Regions from separate parts of the Mus musculus genome. Here regions 1, 2, 3 and 5 are each linked to region 4. Evidence: chromatin contacts called from public promoter capture Hi-C data. All regions are on one chromosome and are shown on one strand. Each heading gives the region's core, a stretch centred on a gene start, on an enhancer-like site or on the middle of the called end of the contact. The rest is flanking DNA. Distances are from core to core; before and after follow the strand shown.

Region 1 (2,700 bases), core at 119-2,618, 1.2 Mb after region 4:
GGCTGACAGAAATGACAGAAGCCCATCACCTTGTTAGTAATGACAAGCCAGAGCAGAGTTGTTCTCCTATTTTCATACCAGTTGATAAGGTCTTATTCTAAATGCCTCTTTCACCTGTCTCTGTCTGTCAGGAAGAAGCCTTTCCCCTCCCTGGATGTCTGTGTCAAATATATCTCCCTCCCGAGTCTCTTTTGGATGGAATCCCATCCTTCCTAAAGCCAAGTCCAGGGAAGGGCATGCATGACCTCTCCAGAAAGCAGGCATTGCCACAGTGTGGCGTGCAGCAGAGTCTAGTGGTGAGCCAGCAGTCTTCGGTTCCATCAGAGCTGGAGGGCTGTGAGCAGCGGAAGGACCTAACAGATCGCTTTCTACCAAATCCAAGGCATTTACTTCCACAGTCTAACCTCTGTTCTCTGATATGCTGTTTGTATGGTTTACTGTTTGCATTGTACAGGAACTTGAGACCTGGAGAAGTCTGTGTAAGGCTCCAGAAAAAGAGATACCATCCTTGGATAATAAAATCCTCTGTGAGCCAGGCCGAAATGGACATTAGGTCACAGCAATCACCTTTTTAAAAACGTGCATTTTCTAGGTGTTTTTCCTACGTATCACACGTGTGAAGGTGTCGCGGATCCTTTGGAAATGGGAGTTACAGACAGTTGTGAGCAGCTCTGTAGTTGCTTGGAATGGAACTCAGGTCCTCCAGAGGGACAGCCATTGCTCTTAACAGCAGAGCCATCTCCAGCCCTCACAGGAATAATTTCAATCATTCTTTTTTTTTTTTTTTTTTTTTTTTGGTTTTTCGAGACAGGGTTTCTCTGTATAGTCCTGGCTGTCCTGGAACTCACTTTGTAGACCAGGCTGGCCTCGAACTCAGAAATCCACCTGCCTCTGCCTCCCAAGTGCTGGGATTAAAGGCGTGCGCCACCACGCCCGGCTAATTTCAATCATTCTTTCAAGCGCAAATTTCTCCCTCCAGTCGACAAAAGCTCAGAAGGTGGTGGTGTGACTTCTCCGGGGTTATATACATGGCTCTCACGATAAGTTGCTTTTTTTCTGAGACAGTCTTGCTATGTAGCTCAGGCTGGTCTCCAATCAAGCAGTCCTTCAGCCGCAGCCTCTCCAGTGCTGGAATGAACAGACCTGAGTCACAGATGGTGGTCTCCCTAGTGTTCCCAGTTAACTTTGCAGTCCGCGCTCTGTGGCTACATCCTCCAACAAACACAGCGATTGGATGCCCACCAAGGGCCACCAGGGCGCGCTCGCAGCCAGGCGCGAGGCCGCCGAGGGCGGGAGGCTCTGTGATTGGGAGGCGCGGCTGTCAGTTAGGCGCGGGCGGGGCGGTGGGCGGTGGGCGTGGCCTGCATGAATAAGGCGCGCTTCAGCGCGTCGAGCGCTTCGCCGCCGCCCGCCGGACTGCGAGGCGCCCCCTGAGGGGCGGAGGAATCGGGCCTGGGGAGCGGGCGCTGAGGGAGGAGCCAGGTCGGAGCGGCTGAGGGCCCTGGCGAGGAGGTGGAGGGCTGAGGCCCGGAGGAGGCCCCGCCGCGATGGGCAACCTGGAGAGCACCGACGGTGGCCCGGGCGAGCCGCCCTCCGTCCCGCTGCTGCTGCCGCCCGGCAAGACGCCGATGCCCGAGCCGTGCGAGCTGGAAGAGAGATTCGCCCTAGTGCTGGTGAGACCGGCGCTGCTGCCTTCCCGCCGCCCCCACAGCCCCCGCCGGGTCCCGCCCACCCCCGCAGCCCCGTCAACGCCTGGCCCGGCCGGCAGCTCGGAGCGGCCCGTCGGGGGTCGGGGAGGAGGGGTCCCCAAGCCCGGGACCTGCCCGAGGTCCAGACTCCTCCCTCCCCACTTCCCTCAGACTTCCCGGTCCGCTGCCGGAATTCCATTCCCGGGACCTCGCTGGTGGGACGGTTTCGGAAGCTGTTGGGTCCCCAGCCAAAATCAGGCATTTTTCCTCCTTCATGAGAGCGGGTCTCGCGTTCAGACCAGATGTTTCGGGGAGGAAAAGGGGGGATTGGAGAAGGGGCTGGCTGCCCATGGGGGTGGGGGGTGGGATAAGAAGCGATGCCATTCTACTTATTTCAGGACCGCCTGCAGGCATCCTGCTAAGTTATAGTGGATTTGCCTAGGCTGAACATGTGGATAAGCCATTTGACTAGACAGTTTTTTCCCCCCAATTGAAACAATACACAAACCATCCCGCCTGGTTTTTTATCCTCCCTCGTTTCATGTTAAACTTTGGTGACTGGTTCGTGTACCGTTGCTTGTGGTTCTTTGTAGTCCTTCTGTGGTTTCAAAAGGGATGGTTTCTAAAGACGAACTGATTCTCCTTTGCCCTGGGGCTTGGACGTTGATGTGAGTGACTCTGAATAGAGAGGTTAGTAGCAGGTATCACTGAGAGGAAGCTGGACCATGTTCAACATGAAGCTTTAAAAAAAAAATGAACATAACGCTAACAGATAAATCTGAAAAACTTGGGGAAATAGCTTTCACTTCTTCCCCCAAAGAGCTATTAGGAGATAGTAATAATTCTGGTGTATTGTTGGTACGGTCTGAAGGACTGACTTTGCCCGTGAGGAGGGATAAGTTGTAGACTTAGCAGCCTTATTGGATTTCATCTGCCTTGGAAGAGGGAGATTAGATCTGTTGGCAGCAGTGGAGCTGTCTAGAGATCCTGGCCTCTGCAATGTGGGGAGCCT
Region 2 (2,700 bases), core at 147-2,646, 1.8 Mb before region 4:
CTTTGGGTGTCAGGTGAGGCAGAGCATCATAGATTCAGGAGCAGGTGGAAGAGTTTGCTTATTCATAATGGCCAGGAAGCAGAGAGATAGCAATAGCAGGGAAAGGCTAATACCGTTCCTGTGAGTCTCACCATCCCACACTTCCCTCCCATTTGTCTATTCAGATTTTGAGCTCACAATTGAATTAAGTTAGAATTAAACCATCTAAACATCTCTCTGTAGTTCTAGCCCCCCCCCCAACCCCTTCAGTTTCAGAAAAGGTCTCAGGAGAGCATGGTGGTAGATCTTTAATCTCAGCACTCTTGGGAGATAGAGGTATGAATCTCTATGAATTCAAGGTCAGTCATGTCTACATAGCAAGTTCCGTGCTAGCCAGAGCAACATAGCCATACCCTGCCTCAAAATAAAGCCTAGGGCTGGAGAGATGGCTCAGCAGTTAAGAGCACTGACTGCTCTTCTAGAAGTCCTGAGTTCAATTCCCAGCAACCACATGGTGGCTCACAACCATCTGTAATGGAATCAGATACCCTCTTCTGGTGTGTCTGAAAACCATGAGAGTGTACTCATATAAATAAAACAAATCTTAAAACAAACAAACAAACAAACAACAAAGCCTAAATAAGACAAAGTCAGGGTGGTATGTATCTCAAGTTGGAAGAGAACTATGGAGTGGACATTCAGTGATCCTCCTGCCTGTACCTCCCAATGCTGGGATTACAGATCGGAGTCAACGGTATTTGGAGGCAGGGGCTTGCTACGCAGTCTACACTAACCTTTTATTCTTGTCCACATCCTGTAGGCATTACAGCCTTGGGCCAATATGCCCCACCAATGTCTGGTTTGTGTGTATTTTGGTCCAATCTGTGTCATTTTGCTACTGGTAGTTCAACGGTGCACTTTTGGGGTTATTGTAAGGATTATAGAAGCGTTTGTTAGTGATATACTCGGGAAAAGTTACTGTCCTTCCAGTGTCCGTCTCTCTCTTTCAGGACGCCTTACCCTGTGAAGTCCGTTCTGACTGTCCTCTAAAGTCTTTTTTGTTTTTTTTTTGGAGGTGGGGGGGCGGGGAAAGCTCACTGGTAGGATGACATCGTCTGTATATTCCTCAAGGATATTTACGGGGGTTGGAGAGTTTAATTAGGTACTTTCCTAAACCTGGCTTATTTTGGGCTTTTTCCGTACTAAGTAAGTGAGTGGGAGACGCTGCTGGGGATTCAGAGTTGGAAAAAACAGTAGTCTTACAGGAAACAAACCAAAACCAAACCGCGGCGCTCCTTACGCCACAGGTCGGTCCTCGGACGTGTCAGCGTCGTGCCCGCTCCGTACGCAAGGGGGCGCGCCAGGAAGTCCCGGAAGTCCGTCCCGAAACCCGACTCGGAACTTTCTTCCTTGCACTTCCGTTCAGCTTCGCGCAGTCGTTTGTCCTGTACGGCTACCCGTCCTCACACGAATCTAGCCCGGGAACTAAGATTCCGGGGAGCGCAGTCGTCACCAGCCGGGAGCCTGTCGATTCCAGACGCTCTCCGGACTGGCAAGATGTGCTCCCTGGGGTTGTTCCCCCCGCCGCCGCCTAGAGGTCAAGTCACCCTGTATGAGCACAATAACGAGCTGGTGACCGGCAACAGCTATGAGAGCCCGCCTCCCGACTTTCGGGGCCAGGTGGTCCGGGTGGGAACGCTGCGGTGGGGATGCGGAAAGTGGGAATAGAGGCGACGCGGCGGGGCTCGCTCACAAGTGATTGGGAACGGCATGACTCCCACAGGAGACTGGAGAGAACGAAATATATTTTAGGGCCTGTGTTACCCAGTTAGGCATGCCAAGGCATGTGAGGAGGTTCTAGGAGGGGTAGAGAAGATGATGGATGCCGTCCATCAGGTCTTCTCTAGTGTCAACCCTGTGAAAAACGATTGTGGTTTGCAGATGAGGACTGAAAATTTTCTGTCCCACAAGTGTTACATTTGTGGGTATGGGAAATGGGGCCGTGGAATCTCTTATGCCATAGGTTGGAGATGGCAAGGAGTTCTGTTAAGATTTGGGGAAGAGACTGACTGCCTCCCTCTCTTCTGAGGTATAGTGGATCAATCTTCCTGTCCTACACCTGACCAAGGATCCCCTAAAAGCCCCAGGGAGGCTGGACCATGGTACAAGAACTGCCTTCATCCATCACCGTGAGCAAGTGTGGAAGAGATGCATCAATGTTTGGTGAGGCATAGCAAACAGTGGCTTAAATAGGCCATGGTCTACCGAGCCTGCTTTGGGCAGCTCTTGAATGGCTGCTTATTGCAGTCTGTGTCTTCATATTACCACAAATCATATTAGGTGATCCATTTTTATTGTAAAACTCAAGGGTGTACCAGAAACCTCATTTATCCCTAATAGCTTGGCTTGATTTTACAAACCTGCTCTCAGCACCGACCTCATTTGCTTTTATCTGAAGCTCAGGAAAGTTAGGAAAAGGTTGAATTGATTCGTTAATATGTAGGACATGTAAGAATTAAAGCTGTGCTATCTTTTTTTTTTTTAACTGTACGTTTGGAAAAGTTACATAATTACTCTGTCCTAAAGCCAAACCCCTTTAAACCATGGTGACTAAATAGATACAAAGCACATAGAAGCATTTCCTGGCACATTAATCCCTTGATGTGTTTGCCATCCCCATTATTATCATTGCCATTATCTGTAAAAAGAATCCCTGGTGCC
Region 3 (2,714 bases), core at 79-2,578, 1.3 Mb after region 4:
TCATCAAAAAGAAACGGGGTTGGCAGAGTAGTTCAGCACTACAGTTCTTGCCGGCATTAACAAGGCCCTAGGTTCAATGCAGAGCGCTGCAAAGAACAGCTGAGCTCTAGCACCCTGTTGTCTCCACTGACCTGCAGAGCCCAAATAGGTCCAGCCCCTCCCCCACCTACTTCCTAGCCTCTACTCTGGTGTGTAAGCCCTAGCATTTCTTCTGCTCCCCACAAAGAGCCTAGAGATCTTTCTAGAATACAACATTTTGCTTCTGATCCTCCATCACCTCTTCACTCTCCCGAAGAAACAGAATGTTGTTACTTCTGGTTCTCATCGTTTTTGAACTTCCAGGGTTCAACTTCCTCTATTTATAGAGTTCTCCCATTTCTCCAACGGGATTCCCAAGGCCCAGGCCTGCCAGGACCCAGCCTTGCAAGCTTTAAATCTCTTATCCGTAAATCCCGAGAAATTTTCCCCAGTCAAGCTGAAGGTCTCCACTCCAACATCCTCCTGCTTGACGCATCCTAGAACCCCTTCGCCTGAATTCCCTCCTCAAATCCCGCCCCCTTCTGCAACGGATGGAGAGTCCGTTTATCATACTGCCCATTTTCCTTTTTAAAAGTCAATGGGAAATTCAAGGCCCAGAGAAAGGTAGTGACTTGCCCAAGGTCACACAGAGTTACCACAGTCTGTCTGAAGGCAGAGCCAGGGTTGGGACCCAGGGGCCTCTGCTCCTCCGTTTCTTGGACTACTCCGGTTCTGAGGTGGAAACCAGGAGCATCTCTTTCCTCAGAAGTCCCTCCTAACCTCGGGAGACAGGTTTTGAGAACGGATGGGTAAGGAAGGGTGTCCCCTAAGGTCCAAAGGGGCACCTGGGGCTTCCAAAAGGCACAAGCCTGGGTCTGGGGGAGGGGCACGGGCCACGCCAAATAGCCTAGGATTGGCAACTGGTTTCCATCGCCTGCCCTCCCTTCGCCCCCGACCTTTCTCCACAGACCCACCGTTCACTTCATCCCTTCCTCCTCCTCACACAGCGCCTAGGCTCTCCGTCCCCTCAGCCCCCGGTCGCACCCGCCCCCCCGCCCCCCGCCATGCACCATAATGGCCTCCCCGCCCCTTCTACCCTCACTCCCCGCCCCCACCTACCTACAGGGCTTCTTTTCCTCACCCCTCGGTCCCCTCGCCCTCCCTCAGGGTCCCGGGTGCCCCGGCGGCCCTCCCGCCTCCCCGGCTCGAGCCCGGGCCGCAGGGGGCGCTGTGAGACAGCCCCGGGCCTCTCCACCCCCGCGCGGGGACGTTACCATGCCAGAGCCTCAGAGCAGCTGGGCCGGCTCGGCCCACTCGCCAGTAAAAACAGCTCTGATTGGCCGGGCTTCGGCCGGGAGGGCGGGGCCAGTGGGGGGGTCGCACCCCTTCGTGGCCGGGGCTCCGGTTGCTCTCGCCGAGGAGCGGAGCCCCCAACCGGCCCGGTGTGCCCGGCCCGGCTCCGCCCCCGGCCCGGAGCGCCAGGCCCCGCCCCCACGTGCGCAGAATCCTGGGACCGCCCCCTGGGGCGGGGCGCGCCTGGGCCCACCCCCGGGGGCGGAGCGCGCCTGGGCGGGCCTGGGACTGACCGCGCGCTGGCTGCGCAGGGCGGCGTGGCTCTCCCGGCTCACAGCCCCCTTCTTGCCCGCGACTCCGCGGCCACCACCCAGACCGGACCGAGCCATTAATTTCTCCCGCGCAGAGGGCACTACAGCGGTTCACAGAGCGGCTCTTTTCCCTGCGTATTTTCTTTAGTTTTAATTTTTTGTTGTTGTTGGTTTTTTTCGAGACATGGTTTCTCTGTGTAGCCCTGGCTGTCCTGGAACTCACCAGGCTGGCCTCGAACTCAGAAATCCGCCTGCCTCTGCCTCCCGAGTGCTGGGATTAAAGGCGTGCGCTACCACGCCCGGCTTTAGTTTTAATTTCTTAATTCAAGAACTATTAATTAAACTCCTGTGCCAGCAGCCGTATGTGTCGGGCAAAGCCGACAAATCCCCTAAATGAGTGCGTACGTGCCTCTCGCTTAGCGCTGGGTTACTTTCAGAATCTGCCTCTGTAACATCTACAGTGAGAGATAAACGTTCAGTTATGTAGATAAGGGAACTCGAAGCTACTTAATGGGCATGCATGCTCAAGTTCTTGGGCTAGTACAGCTGGCCCTGGTTGGAGGCATTGCACCTCTTTACCCCTCCAAAGCCGGGGTAAAGACCAAGACGTTGCCTGTTTCCTTCTGTAGGTTTCTGAACCTGACTCAGGAAAACACCTCTTTATGTCTATAGACAATTTGGCTTTATCAATAGTTGTATTAAAAGTTCTTATATTCATTCTTCAAGCCAGCACTGAGTTGTAGAGGCAGACAGATCCCTGGGGCTCAGCGGCTAGCCGAACTAGCCTACATTGTGTTTTCTGACTAGTGAGAGACCTGATCTTTAAAATGATGTCCCAGGACGTCATGAAAAGCCGGACATGAGGGGAAGAAACCCTTTCCCCTGAGATCTAATTTGTCTTTCTTGAAGTGATCTCAAATAACAAATCCATGATGCACTTTAAATCTAATGTATGTCAGGTGGTAGTGGGTGTACCCCTTTAATCGAGCATTTGGAAAGCAGAAGCAGGCAAATCTCTGAGTTCGAGGCCAACTTGGTCTATACAGCAAGTTCGAGGACAGCCAGGAATACACAGGGAAATGTGTAGCCCAA
Region 4 (2,700 bases), core at 119-2,618:
GAGAGACTTTGTTGTTCAGGCTGCATCCTAATTCACAGGTTCATTCGGTTTGCTGCCTCTCCAGCAGCCGGTCCTACAGGTGGGACGGTGCCCGGCTCAGGCTACCTCTGTTTGTAAAACTAAACTGTATCGTTTGCCTAGACCGCAAATGGATGGACGCGCTGGGATAAAACCCCAAGCTTTCTGGTTCTTGACCCTTTAGTTAGTCTCACCCGCAGTGCCTCCTCCATGGCCCCAGGAAAACAGCGGACAGCCCAGCTCTGCGGCACCAGTAGCCAGCATGATGCAGGCAGCCTGGAGTGTACCTGTTGGTCAAACCCAGCCGATGCTGCTCCCCTCTCCTCCTGAGTGTGTGCTTCCACTGGAGACGTTTAAGGGACTGTCTGGCAAGGGCTCTACAGTTCATCATTTCTCCTATTGCTGCTTCTGCACGGCCTACCGAGATCATCCTAGACCACGGAAGCACGGGTGTGGGGTGAGGGCGAAGAGGGAAACACTGTTGGGAATCCACTTGGCTGCGTTGATAACGCTCTTCTCTGGTGACTCCCTTCATTCTTTCTCGCTCTCCTGGTCTTCCTTCTTTTGTCCATTATGTCCCAAACCTTCGTTCCCCTGGCCCCTAATCGGCCTCTGAGTCTCCCTCTACCTTCAAAAGTCAGTAGATATAACAAACCCTCCCCACCATCACGGTCCCCAAAACAGTGGCTTGTTTTTCTCCATCGCGTCAAACTTTGCCTTTCTTTTCACACCTTCGTGTGCTGCTTGACTAGCCCGCAGGCTGCAGGTGGGACCCCGCCCCTCCTGAAGGTGGGAAAGCGAGCTAGCTCAGCAGAGCGTCCGGGACCCTGGTCCCTCTGGGATGTGCACAGCTGCTCCGGAGACCCTGAGCCTTAGTGACGTCCGAGTTCCCTCTCCTTTACGGCCTAGAGGACAGACGTGAACTTGAGGTTGGCCGTTGAGAAGGGCAGTTGACCACCAGAGAGTCACGGTTGTCACTGCTCAATCCTCGGCTGAAGGGAAGGCGACACGGGGTCCCCTATCGAGACTCCAGTCCTGCTCTCCAAGGGGGCTGAGTCAAGCGGCCCCACAGGCCCTGGGTCCCAGTCCCCGCGAGGCCTGGGGTTCCTACCCACCCCCACGCGCAGCTCGCAGCTTCCCAGACCCCCCCTCCTTTTCCTGACCGCCGCCCCCGGCGGCTGGCGCGGGAGGTGCAGCATGCGGCAAAGCGCTTTGCATAAATTATGCTCATGACGCAGCAGCTAAAAAAATCCAAGTAGCAGAAGGAGGGAAAGGGGGGGAGGGAGGAGGGGGCGAGGAGGGGACTGCACCTGGCCGCCCCCGCCCCCGGCGTCCCGGCCCGTGCGTGGCCCGCAACCCACCGCCGCTCCGCTCTGCCAGCCCCGGCGGGGGGCTCAGGGGGCGGCGGGTCCCGAGTGGCTCCGGGCCGAGCGAGCCGGGCCGAGCCGCTCCGGCTTCTTTGTCTGCGGGCGGCCGCCCCGGCCGCGGCCCCCTGGCCCGGGCTGGGGGATGAGTGTCTAGCCGGTGGCCGCTGGGCAGCCGGGGAGCGGGAGGCTGGGCTTCGGGCTCCGGTGAGTAGCGGGGTCCGGGGCGGGGAGGGCTTTGCACGGAGGGGGAGGGGGCCGGGCAGGGGAGGTTTCGAATTTGGTTAATATGCAATGCCCGTAATTAGCATAATTTATATATTTATGATAAAGAGAGAAAAAGGCGCGGGGCCGGGGCGGCGGGCTGCGGCCCCGGAGGCTGGAGCTCTGGGAGTCGAGGGCCGCGCTCTGCCCACCTGGGGCCGCAGACCCCGGGCCGCACCCTGGTCTCCGGTCCCCGCGGACACTCGAGGAGGGGCGGCCGCTTGGGTGGACGCCCTGCCCTGGTGGGGGGCGGGGTGTCGGGGAGAGGCACGTAGAGTCCTGGATCCCGGGACGCTTGGGTTCCCTGGCGACCTGTCACCGCTACTCCGGAGAAAGGGCTGGTGGGACTCTGGGGGGCAGAGACCTCGCTGTCACTGGAAGGATGGGGGAATGGTGGGAGGGTCACCGTCGATCAGAGCGTGAGCACTTCATAAATATTTAATGACAGTATTAGTATTAATAATGTCATAAAACGGGCCCACTATCTCCTCCCGGGACATTTGCACCTGGCAAGGCTGAGGGATCTCCAGAGTGGCTTCTAAGCCACTTCAGCGCTAAGATCGCCTCCTCGGGCTTGGGTGGGAAGCCTGAAACCTTTACAGAGTAGTCGCTGCAGCTGGGCAGGAGAAAATGAAAGCCTGCTCAAAAGCTTCCCTAGGCCAAAGACAGGAAGCTCCTAGCAGACACAGAGACTGTAGCCTGTTGGCTCCCTGGCATTCCTTGCTCACAAAATAGAAGGCGGGGCCCCCAGTTCCATGCATATATACCCGTCGCTTTGGTAATCTACGACAGTCAACACTGCAAACCGGCATGCTGGGCGTGTATTCCGTTTTGATTGAAGTTTGTGAGCAGGATATTTCTGTGACTCGGGGGCCTCTTTACATATGTAAAGCAGAATCACATTCATTCCTTCTATGGTACTTCAATAAAAAAAAATCAGTGTGCGAGAGCCGCACTCAGACAAAGCCCCACCTGTCCTGGAAGGAGCAAGACAAACAAACTCGGAAAAAAACAAAAAAAAAAAAATCAGATCAGGTAAAGCCAGAGAGAGAGA
Region 5 (2,700 bases), core at 112-2,611, 1.6 Mb before region 4:
CATACAGACACACACAGACATATACACACAGACACACACACACACACGCAGAGAGATACACAGATGCACACAGAGGAATGCACAGACACACACAGACAGACACACATAGACACAGTACTACTACTACTACTACTACTAATAATAATAATAATAATAATAGGGCTAGAGAGATGGCTCAGTGGTTAAGAGCACTGACTGCTCTTCCAGAGGTCCTGAGTTCAATTCCCAGCAGTGGCTCACAACCATCTGTAATGGAATCTGATGCCCTCTTCTGGTGTGTCTGAAGACAGCTACAGTGTATCATATACATTAAATAAATAAATAAATAAATAAATAAATAAATAAATAAATCTTAGATAAATAATGATTGGGGGGGTTTGTTTGTTTGTTTGTTTGTTGAGACAGGGTTTCTCTGTGTCGCCCTGGCTGTCCTGGAACTCACTCTGTAGACCAGGCCTGCCTCTGTCTCCCAAGTGCTAGGATTAAAGGCATGTACCACAACTGCCTTGGCTACTTTTTATTTCTTAGACAGGGTTTTCTGTAGCCCAATCTGGTTTGGATGTTATTGTGTGGCCAAGGGTGACCTCAAACTACGGATCACCTGGTCTCTACTTCCCAAGTGCTAGGATTACAGCTGTATGCCATCACACCAGTTGCCATCACACCAGTTGCCATCACACCAGTTTTATGTGGTGCTGCGCATCAGGTAGATTGGCACTCTACAAGTTTAGCCACATCCCCAGCCTGTCCTTTATGACTGCCGTGATCCCTCACCTCCATATGTCGAGTCCATTGCACCAAGTCTGGGGTTCCGTGTGTCCTTGCGTTCCCTAGGAGGAAGAACCAAAGGGGACTCACTAGGGAGGAGTTAGGTGTTCTGTGTGCTCACAGCCTCCGTTCCCAGTCAATATTTAGAATCGTGGGTAGAGCCACTAGCCAGGGAAGTGACACACACAGTGGCGAGAAAGAGCCTGATGCAATTGCTGGAAACAGGGGACCCAAAACAAGGAAGTACTCCATTCACCCCTAATGAAGGCCAAACCACGCTCTGAACATTTCTCCATTGCCAGTCCGCGTGCTGGGGGGAAAAGGGCAGAAACTGCCTTCTCTGGCTTCCCAGAACAGCCAGAGGAAAGGAAGTGGCCTTAGCGGCTAGCTCTTACACACACCCATCTCAGGCCCGCCTGAGTGTCTGGAGCGTGGGGGATGGGAGGGCGGCTCACCTTCTCCTCCACGGGCTCCCTTCTCCTGCTCCTCTCCCAGCCCTTCTCTCCTCCGAAGCTGGGGCACCTTTGGCTGCATGGTGCCAGTGTAGAGCGGACAGCACACAGCTGTTGTCTGTCTTCTTCCTTTCTTTCTTTCTCAATCTACCTACAGAGCTTGTGTCCCACTCAGAGATCTGACAACTCCAGGGACTAAAGTCCTTTCCGGAGCCCCGTTGAGGGTTAGATAGGTTATCTGCAGGCAGTGTTTCTCATACTCTGGCCCTGCCTGTGGCTTTCACAGCTCTCTCACCACAACCACTATGATCAGCTTCACGCTATTGCTATTTCACTTTCGGGAGTGAGTCTGTGCATCAGGTTGTGAGGGGGACTTTGCTTCCCCGAGGCTTATCACATAGCTTGGCTCTTCCTGGCTCTCTCTACCAAGACTGAAGGTCAGGGAGGGACCAGAAACATCTTCGTGTACCTTGTAGTCATTTTTCTGAGGGCACAGGATGAGGCCTGTAGTGACATGTGTGTGCAACAATATTTTTGTCAGGAGCTCTATTTGTGTCATGTGTGATGGTCGAGGCCCCTCAGTGTCAGCTCTTCCCTACACCTTGGGTTACCACATAAGCAGAAAGGGCAGACACACACTTATTCAACAGTAAATAGCGCCAGGGGTTGCCTTGCCTACCTATGTAACTTCAGGAAAGTGGACCAAACTTTTTAAGCTTCTTCTGAAAAAAAAAAAAAATTATGGGACAAAATGTCCCTACGTCATCAGGTGATTGCCAGCACAAATAAGGTAGTCTGGAGGTAGTCTGGATAAACCATACAGAGCCTGAGCACATTTGTTTCTTTCTGGTAGGCAGTAGGGCAGGTGAGTGCCTTGGGAGTTCCACTTTGGCAAATTCCTGCTGGGGATTAACTATTAATCCTCCTCCTCCATCAGTCCAGAGGTCAGTGATAGAAGCAAGATTGTAATCACTGTGATCTCGGACTGAGGCCAGGATCTCAGTCAGTCCCACAAGGGAGCTCCGGGTGGGTATCCGGGTGAGGATAAAGAAAGGGCTTGCTGCCTGTGGCAGTGGCAGTCTACTGTATTCCAAGGGCAATGGAAGAGGCTGGCTGTGCTCTGCAGGGAAGGTAGAAACACTATGACCAATGGGAGACAGTGAGCACGAGGCCCCAGATCTGAATGAGACAGACGCAGAGACGTAAGCCAGAGACACCCCCCCAATACTGTTTTATTAGTACACAAGCCAACAGCAATCTTTCTAACTAGCTGTGTAAAGGCCCAAGGGTGACAGGGACAATGGGGTGGGGCGTGAAGGTGGGTCTTGGGGCACAGAGTTATTCATTGCTTCACATACAGCTCAAATGACAGCCCCCTGTTCCTGCTGGCGTCCTGGAGGCTCCCTCGGGGCTTCACCCACTGCTCCTGGCAGAGCACTGAGTGCTTCCTTGACCATCTGGAGACACTGGCAAAGGCTGG

Evidence for each region. Promoter capture Hi-C pulls out the DNA fragments that hold promoters and counts their contacts. Capture Hi-C pulls out chosen DNA fragments and counts their contacts.
Region 1: a contact with region 4 is called in a promoter capture Hi-C map of pre-B cells, with 2.1 times the contacts expected there. The contact joins the promoter of Fmnl3 here to the promoter of Pou6f1 in region 4. A contact is called at or near these places in 2 of 39 promoter capture datasets (liver and pre-B cells).
Region 2: a promoter capture Hi-C map of pre-B cells shows a contact between it and region 4, with 2.6 times the contacts expected there. The contact joins the promoter of Aaas here to the promoter of Pou6f1 in region 4. A contact is called at or near these places in 3 of 39 promoter capture datasets (hippocampal neurons, liver and pre-B cells) and 1 of 9 other capture datasets (pancreatic islet).
Region 3: a promoter capture Hi-C map of liver shows a contact between it and region 4, with 3 times the contacts expected there. The contact joins the promoter of Prpf40b here to the promoter of Pou6f1 in region 4. A contact is called at or near these places in 2 of 39 promoter capture datasets (both in liver).
Region 5: a promoter capture Hi-C map of adipose tissue shows a contact between it and region 4. The contact joins the promoter of Soat2 here to the promoter of Pou6f1 in region 4. A contact is called at or near these places in 2 of 39 promoter capture datasets (hippocampal neurons and liver) and 1 of 9 other capture datasets (adipose tissue).

The regions. Positions count from the first base shown.
Region 1 is chr15:99,369,150-99,371,849 of GRCm38.p6, reverse strand. Fmnl3 (formin-like 3) reads left to right here and starts at 1,368. Exons shown (of 27, transcript NM_011711.2): 1 at 1,368-1,673. The coding sequence starts at 1,548.
Region 2 is chr15:102,349,455-102,352,154 of GRCm38.p6, reverse strand. Aaas (achalasia, adrenocortical insufficiency, alacrimia) reads left to right here and starts at 1,396. Exons shown (of 16, transcript NM_153416.2): 1 at 1,396-1,659; 2 at 2,075-2,202. The coding sequence starts at 1,537. Gm36246 (predicted gene, 36246) reads right to left here and starts at 1,328. Exons shown (of 3, transcript NR_155425.1): 1 at 1,243-1,328.
Region 3 is chr15:99,293,852-99,296,565 of GRCm38.p6, reverse strand. It overlaps Prpf40b (pre-mRNA processing factor 40B), which reads right to left and starts at 1,328. Exons shown (of 26, transcript NM_001370635.1): 1 at 1,138-1,328. It also overlaps a transcript of Fam186b not described here.
Region 4 is chr15:100,598,652-100,601,351 of GRCm38.p6, reverse strand. It overlaps Pou6f1 (POU domain, class 6, transcription factor 1), which reads left to right and starts at 1,368. Exons shown (of 11, transcript NM_001304965.1): 1 at 1,368-1,589.
Region 5 is chr15:102,149,236-102,151,935 of GRCm38.p6, reverse strand. It overlaps Soat2 (sterol O-acyltransferase 2), which reads right to left and starts at 1,361. Exons shown (of 15, transcript NM_146064.1): 1 at 1,224-1,361; 2 at 775-830. The coding sequence starts at 1,302. It overlaps Igfbp6 (insulin-like growth factor binding protein 6), which reads right to left. Exons shown (of 4, transcript NM_008344.3): 4 at 2,424-2,700. The coding sequence ends at 2,634.